2 separate regions of the Mus musculus genome follow, and region 1 is linked to region 2. A link is a contact called in public Hi-C data. All regions are on one chromosome and are shown on one strand. The core of a region is the stretch at or near the end of the contact, and the rest is flanking DNA. Distances in the headings are between cores, read along the strand shown.

Evidence for each region. A called contact is a pair of places that touch in the nucleus more often than the background predicts.
Region 1: a Hi-C map of uterus shows a contact between it and region 2, with 9 times the contacts expected there. The contact joins the promoter of Cacybp here to the promoter of Smg7 in region 2. A contact is called at or near these places in 1 of 39 promoter capture datasets (liver) and 2 of 484 Hi-C or Micro-C datasets (CD4 T cells and uterus).

Annotation. Positions count from the first base shown.
Region 1 is chr1:160,210,211-160,214,262 of GRCm38.p6, reverse strand. Cacybp (calcyclin binding protein) reads left to right here and starts at 1,371. Exons shown (of 6, transcript NM_009786.2): 1 at 1,371-1,616. The coding sequence starts at 1,596.
Region 2 is chr1:152,900,580-152,904,647 of GRCm38.p6, reverse strand. Smg7 (Smg-7 homolog, nonsense mediated mRNA decay factor (C. elegans)) reads left to right here and starts at 2,002. Exons shown (of 23, transcript NM_001160256.1): 1 at 2,002-2,139. The coding sequence starts at 2,111.

The DNA.
Region 1 (4,052 bases), core at 122-2,621, 7.3 Mb before region 2:
GGTAATGGGAGACTCCAGCACCGCTGGACTTCTGCAGAATAAAACACTCTGTGCGTTTACATACTGTTTGAGCCTAGGGTATGATTCTTAGACCATTCATGGACTCTTACAGGTTCAAGGCCCCTCTTGCTCTTATGTTGTATTTAGTCTAACAGTCATGTTCGACCTGGACCCTTCCCTCTGCCTGTCTTCCTTATAGCTACAAAAAAAAATTAAAAATAATAAAAAAAATCTTCTCCATACTTTAGAAGTAGCCATGTCCTCCTCCTTTTTATTTCACCTTTTCATAAACTTCAAAGGGTGGCACCTTTCTGTCATTGTCCACTCCAGAAAAGGATTGTTTTTATTTTTATCACTATAGGCCATGGGACTGGTGGTTTGAGACTTTTATTTAAGTTGCAACTATACACGACATACATCCCTGTCTAACTTGTCATTTTGTGCAAGTTTGTGTGAGAAGTTCGTACAGGTTGCATGCCTTAATGTTACATTAATATAAAGTGTAGTGTAGCAGCATTTTCCTTGACTTGCTGATGCTAGTAACTCCCCTAAGCATCTGTAAGCTGACAGCAGATTGCTCTACCTCCCAATGGGTACTGTTTGTTTTCTGTCTCGGTTTACTGGGTGTTATGGACGTCTCTATGCTGTCATAATTAAGATAATTTGAAAAACGGTTTTACGCTGGGGGTTTACTAATCCGGGCTGCTGCAACCCAAAGTCCTAAGAATTCCTCCACATTTTACGTGGAAATTCACTCAATCCAAACCCTGCTGAAAATACAAAATAAACCGCTAGTAAAGAGCGAAGGCAGTGGAAAACTTCGTATCAAGAGCTCATATAGGCAAGGGAGAATGGAGCGTTCGGCCACTTGAAACCGTGCCGCTTTCCACCACGGCGCCCAGAGCCAGTCAGGAAGCCCGTGCAACCTTCCTACAGTCCCACGAGATGGCGCCACGTCAACGGTGCTAGACGCAGGACGCCTCCAGAAACCCAAGGCCCACTTAAAGCCATTGTTCTACTTAGGAGCCTTCCTCCCTTAACAAATCCGTCCTTTTTTGATGGTAGTTGTGCTTCTTTGGGGGCGCTCCTTTGTTCTTTCCCGATACCTCAGAGCTGCCGAAGACAAGATGGCGGCCTGGCAACTCCGCATCGCACCAGCGGAAGCAGCCCTTCTCGAGACACTTCCTATCGGGTCCCCAAACCTTTGAAGGTTAGTTCCGGGGCTAGGTCTGGCCGCGGTTGCGAGCTGCGACTGCGCAGCCCGGTTCTGCCGGCGCGGAACGACGTCTCAATCGCTGGGGCGGAAGGAAGTGGCTGGACGCCTCCTGAGCATTCGATCGCTCGCGAGAATTGAGCGTTGCTAGGCAACCAGCCTGGGGGCGGGACTAGACTCGGAGGGGCGGGGCCTTGGGAGGCTCCGGTGGAGCCTTGCGAAGGTTCCAGAGCCGTCTCGTGCGGAGGGCGGGCCGCCGTGTCGCGCCGGGTCTGTGGAGCTCGCTGCCGGCGCTGCGACGCTCGTGGGTGGCGTGTTCGGCTTTTCCTGTCTGCTTCGGTGCACCGCTGCAGCTCCGGCCTCGGGTCTGACGCGCGACGGCATGGCTTCCGTTTTGGAAGAGGTAGGGGTCGGCCTGGACCCACCGGCTCGCGCCGCCGGGCGGCGGCTGCTTTCCCGGGGCTGATGTCCTCGGCTCTGCCCCCGTCGCGGGCCCGCGGCCTCTACGCCGCCGCCTGCCTGGGCCTGAGTGTCCCGGCCGCGGCTGGAAGGTCGGGGGTGTGTCTGGATCCCAATTTTTGGCGCGGTTCGTGGTAGGCTCGCGGGTGGCGGTCCCCTCTCTCCATTGCCTGAGGTCTTCTCGGCTCCCGGTTCCTGGCCAGGGATCAGAAACCTTCCTGCAAAGCTCTGAGCTCCGGGCCGGGGGCCATGGGAAGGAATTCCCATGCCCGCATGACTAGTCATGGTCACCGCTTTCATTTTATAGGTGGTTATACATACATTCTCTGTATTATTTCTAAACGCCCTGGACAGTGCTTATGGTTTCAGTTTTTATTTAGCAGTGCCAGTGGCGGACCTGCAGGCCTTACACACGCTAGGCAAGCTCTCTACCGTTCCGGTATACCCCCAGTCTTTATGTATAAAAGCAATTTTTAAAAAGTTACTGGGAATTGAGCAGTAGGTACGACTAGGAAATTGCCTGGCGTGTGTTTTTAGATTTGTAAAAAATGAATGTGAATGACTTGACTTTTTGGATCCTCGAGGTCTCCATAGCAAGAGTAATTGAATTGCCGGGTTTTGGCCAATACAGGTTTTATGTGATTGACATATTGTTTTCACAGAAACATTGGCTGTTAAGATTTGCTTTTCGGAAACTTCTCCCTCACTTAGAAATCATGGGCTTTAAACACATAAAAATTAGGAAGTTAAAGTATTCATCTGGGTATCTTGCGACAAGATAGGCAGGCACCACGTGCTCACTGGGAGAGTGGAGAGGGTGGCTTAACAGTTGTGCAGCATTAATTGTCTCCAAAAGAGAAGGGACTTTAGACTTGGAGCTATGCATATAGGGGCATGTTTTTCTTCTGAGATTAAAATTCACCTTATTCAATCATATTAAGATGTGAAATTCAACTTTTTCTGTCGTACAACCATCAGTGTTACCTAGTTGCAGACTATTTTCGTTTCCTTAAATAGAAATCCATTGTAGGTGCTCCATCTACTTAGGCTGGAGCCTTAGGATTTTCTAGTTCAGTCGTGGTATCAGTATGGCATTCCTTTGGGTGGTTGAATACTGTCCCATTGTACAGATGGAATTCCTACTCTTCTGTTTCTCCATCTTGCCGATTGTGATTTCTTGTAAACAAGTTTTGTTTTGTGGGCATGTTTTTAGTCCGTGTAATTGCCAAATAATAGGGAAAGTCTTAGGAAGCTACCGTTTCCACAAGAATTGCACAAAAGGTGCCATTTCTCCACACATTCACTAACATTTGTTATTTTATTGGGTGGTTTTTGTTCATATGCTAACATCCACATGAGGGTGTAGTACCACCTCATGCATTGGCTATGCATCTTCATAGCTGTGTGCATCTATTTGTGTGTGTACCTGGTGTCCAATTCCATGTCTTTGTGGAGGAGAGTTGGGTTCTTCCATTTTGAGCAGTTGGGTGGGAGTAGGTCTCACTGAGTACCCCTCACTTGGTCTTTGAGATACACTTGCCTCCAGAGTGGCAGAACTAAAGGCATGTGCCACCAGGCCAGACCGAGCCCCTATTTAACAACTGGGAAACAGATTCAAAGGGAGATAAATGTTTATGTATAGAAAACAAATGCATGCCAAGAAGGCAAGAAAAAGTGGACAGGAAACTGTTCTATCTAATCCCAGTCAGAACCTACACTGTCAGTGGTTTCTGGGCTGTGAATACAAAAATCAAGCAATGGTTCTCCTGTAGGTCGCATCAGTTGGTATCTTACTAAAGAGTCCATTAGAGCGAAAACTGGGAGGGCCTGGGAATTCTGCCATGAGTCAGCTCAAAAAAAAGATTCCCATTCCAGTTTAAAGCAAAACCTTTTCCTTTCTCCGTTTGTTAAGTAAAGCTCTGTCCTAGGAATAAGTACTTGCTTTGCTTTTAATATTTTTTTTTATTATGCTGATATTTAGAATCTGTGGTAAAGTCCCACCAACCCACTTTCACCAACAGTGGTACTTGATAATCCATATGAATTTTGAAACCACTGAAAAACTTTGAATGAAATATCTTGATTCTAAATTCAAAAGATGAGTGACAGTTTTGCAGTTTTGGATCTTAGAGTCAAGTTTCCTTGGGATTGTAGACCGGAGTTTCACTGTTGTGCTTTTTATAAACTGTTAGGAAATCATAATATAATGGCCACAGAGTAATGAGCTATTTGAGCTATTTTTTTTTTTTTACTATCTAATATCTAGCATTTAAAATATTTTAAAATTATTTTTTATTTCTTGAAATTATAATAAATATAAATATAATAAATCATTTCCCTCTTCCTCCCTCCAATCCCTGCCATTTGCACTCTTTCAATT
Region 2 (4,068 bases), core at 753-3,252:
CACTTTCTATTTCGTTAATGACATGCTGTCCTTGAGAATGATGTCCAAGTGGGCTGTACTTTCGTTTCCTGAGAACAGAAACACGTTCCAAATAAACACTGTTCTAGGTTAATAGGAGTTGGATTCAGAGAAAGACCTGTAAAGCGATTCTTTAGGCAGCATGGAAAAACCGGAAGATATCAGGTACCCAAACCAAAACCAAGATCCCATTGAAAATGCTGGTTTTAACTATACAGTGAGGACTGCGTTCTTGGATCTTATTCTAAAACACTTTAGGATAGCTGCTTATATAACTTTCAACATCAATTGAAAATAAAACCTGTAAAATATCAATAATTACTTCATTCCATCAGAATGACTTATTCTACACGATTCCACATCATCAGGATCCATTATTTCTATTTTAACCCTAAACCTGACACAAAATGCTTAAAATATTCGTTCTCAAAATGGAAAATTATTTTCTTAAACTCCCTCATGCAGATAAATCTAGATACTTTTTTTTTATGGCAAGTTCTAAAACACTGCAGATGTTTTTGAGGAGGGGGTCTTTGGAGATCAACCTTCGATGACGGAGCGTCTTTTCTCTCTGAGGGTACCTCTGGAAAGAACGTCATCAGCCTTTCTGATCGCTCTCCATTCTAAATGCCTAAGAACTGCGTGTTAGCCTCCTAGGCTGGGTTCGAGCTCTCACTAAGTCGCCTACGGGAGGTCTCGCCGGTGATATCGAGTAGGAATTAGGCAAGGGTCGACCGGCTACAAAAAGTCGAACATTCGCGATCGCCGGAGCCGCATCTCGGTTGTCATGTGCCCGTCTCTTCCCTTAGGGACCCGCTTCTGGCGGGATCCCGCTGCCCAGCCTCAAACAGTGGTGGGGAAGCCCCTTCCCTTTCCTCTGACTTCGCAGCATCGCCCTCGCTTTCTCGTTCCCACCCACTCGCCGCCGGCCTTCATAACCTGCCTTTTCTTCTCGGGCCCGGCCCTCTCCCTACCCGGCTCAGATAGGCAACGATGGAGGTGGTTTCCACCCTTGGGGGACTGGCAATGCCTAAAATGAATGCTTCGGGGTCTCCCCCAATTTTTGCTGGGAGAGTAAGGGAGGAAGAAATGGACTTTCCTACTCGGATAACCATTTCGACTTCTGGCTTTTAAAAAGGCAGGGAATCCAAGTGGGGAATCCTGGGCAGTTTCCAGGGAACCCGTTTCTCTACGGGAGGGTCACCCTGTCTACACACGGCAGTTACTATGACAATACAACCACAGCCTCCAGTTTCCATGGCAGCGGCCTGCCCAATCGGATTGGTTTTCCTTTCTATTTCTCCCTGGGCTCCGCCCTATTCCCCCCCCCCCCCCCAACCTTCTCCCAGAGTGCCCGGGGAGGGGCGGCTGAAACGGGGGAGGCCTCTGCGTCACTCTCCGGCGCGCGAGGGGACGACCGGAGTCGAGGAATTGGCGGGCGGAACTGTAGGAGGAAGGGGTGGCGTTTCCGGCGGGGAAAGTGGAGGAGTGGGAAAAAAAAAAAAAAGAAAGAAGGAAGGAAGTGAGAAGTGGGCGGGTGGCCGGGCGGAAGGCTTTGAGTGTGACTCCGGGCTGCTCTGGGCTCGATGTCCGCGGTGAGCCGGGGGCCGCCCCCGCGCCCGGGAGGAACAGGACGGAGCCTTAGGAGGCCGCCGGGCACCAGCACCGGATCGTTCGGCCGGCGCGCGGGCACCGCACCGCTCGCCGATCCCAAGAGGGAGCGCTACAGAGCGGCGGAAAGCACCCAGAGGGACCGGCGCTGCTGAAGTCTCGCGAGAGCGAACCCGACTTCCTTCCTCTGCTTCTCCCCTCCTCTTTCCCCGCCCCTTTCCCCTTCTTTTTCCCCCCCCCCTCCGGAGCCGGAGCGTCCCTGCGCCCCACAGGCCAGAGCCGCAGCCGCTGCCGGAGCCGCTCCCCCCAACTCCCTCCCCCTCGCCTCACTCACTCTCCCCCCCCCCCACCCCGCGCCAAGCGAGGAGGAGTCGGAGGAGAGGAAGATGGCGGCGACCGCCAGCACCCGCGGGGCCGCGGGGCCGCTCCGAGGAGCCTGAGAGACCCACGGAGGCTTCGCGGCGAGACGCGGCGGCGGAGGATGAGCCTGCAGAGCGCGCAGTATCTCCGGTGAGCGCCGGAGCTTGGCCGAGGCGTGGTGGCGACGGGGGAAGGGGAGGCTCTCGGGGGGCCGAGGACCGGCGGACTCGGAAGCGGTGGGGGAGTCGCGGCGTCCTTCTGTCCCCAGGGCGGGGAGGCCGAGCGCGGGGCCGAGCGGGCGGCTGCGGGAGGGGGCGGGCACACACATGGCTGCCTGGCCCCCGGGAAGCCGGGCGAGCCGCGCTCCGGGGGAAGCCGGGCGAGGAGCGGAGGGAGGTTGGGGAAGCGGGAGACGAGAACGTGTGTGTGAGTGTGTGTGTGTGCGTGTGCGCGCGCGCGCGCGCGCCTCTGGTCGCAGGCTGCGGGGCCGGGGTAGGGGAGAGGAGAGCCGGCAGCGACCCAGAGTCGAGGTGGGTGTGAAGGGGTCTGGAGCCCACGGCCCGGGAAACGTGGTGTGCTGGCCGGGGCGATGCAGGAGAGAGGAGGATGGAAGTCGGCACACCTGGGGGTTGGGAGGGCGCATTCTGGAGGGCAAATGAGAGGAAGGGGAGCCCGCAGGAAACGCGAGCTTGTTCTTTAGTCGCGGGCTGGAAGGAGGAGAAATAATGCCTTCTGTCCAGAGTTAGAGGGGTCGGAGAGCCCGGAAAGGGGGAAAAAGGATGGGGAGACGAGGGAAGAGGGAGGTGCTACGAACAAGGTGATGTTCTCGAAAGAAACTGTAGTTGGAAGATACCATTCTGAGAGTCGTGTGCATTCATTAGGTGCGATGTAAGGAACTTGTATGAAGGAGATAGAGTGACCCATGGGTACTGGGGGTGCGTGCGTGTGTATGTGTATGTGTGTGTGTGTGTGTGTGTGTGTGTGTGTGAGTGTCTGGGGTAAGGGAGGGGAAGCAGGGATTGATGCACACTTAAAGAAGACTCACATGCATTAACACCGACGTCGAGAACATTTTGAATGGAAAGACAGCAGCTGGTGTGCAGTCAGAATAGTTTGACGGATTTTGAGTGAGAGCTTGGAGGAAACTAGAGGGGAAAATACAGCCTTCACAATGGGAAATAAGGTTGCTAGTGCCTGAGGCTAATGGAGGAGTTGCTAAGACTGGGAACTTACAAACTGGCCTTTTTGTCTTTCAGGAACAGTGTTTTTCTTTTAAATAGCAGGTCTTATTTGGGAAGATACTTTTAAAAAGTGAGTTGAAACCTTGAGGAGAAGAGAATTGAATGGGTAGATAACTGAGTAAGATTTTCTTTAGCTGTTTAGACATAAGTGATGTGGAAGTCGATGTGTTAAGAGTGGTCCCATATATATATTTATATTGCAAGAGAATTGATGTTGTTCTGTGGTAAACAGAGTGGCTATTCTGTCTTTGAAAGTAGTTATTCATTACACTGGAGAGAGAGTGGTGGGATCTCTGAATCTTTGATGCATGAATTCCAGAGTTTAGCACAATGTGTATGCCTGATATTATAAGGTGGCATTCTCTTTTTTTTCCTCTGTTACCCTTATTACTGCATTAAGTAAACTTTACAGTGAGCTGTGAATATATAGGTGCAGTAGAAAAAAATAGAAACTACCAGGACAGTTCTTAATCTTAAGGAAATTACATGATAATATCCAGTGTGTGAGTAAATTAATAGCACAGACTAATGTAGCTATCACCACAAAAAGGTACCATGTTTTTGAGTCCTAGATGACCTGAGCAGTTGAGGGAAATAGGAAAGGCTCTCTTTGTTCATCTGCTCTTTCTACTCCTATGATTCATTGATTGGTTGGTTGTTCACCTGTAGGTAAGGCATTGTACCAACTGCTAAGAATAGAGAGTAAGGACTCCACCCTCTTACAGAACTTACTAGTTTGTTAGGTTTTAGAAGAAAAGAACACTTAAACTTTTATAAGGATGGACTCTTCCTGACAGCTGTGGATTAAGAAAGGGAGATTCTAAATGGAAGGACATAG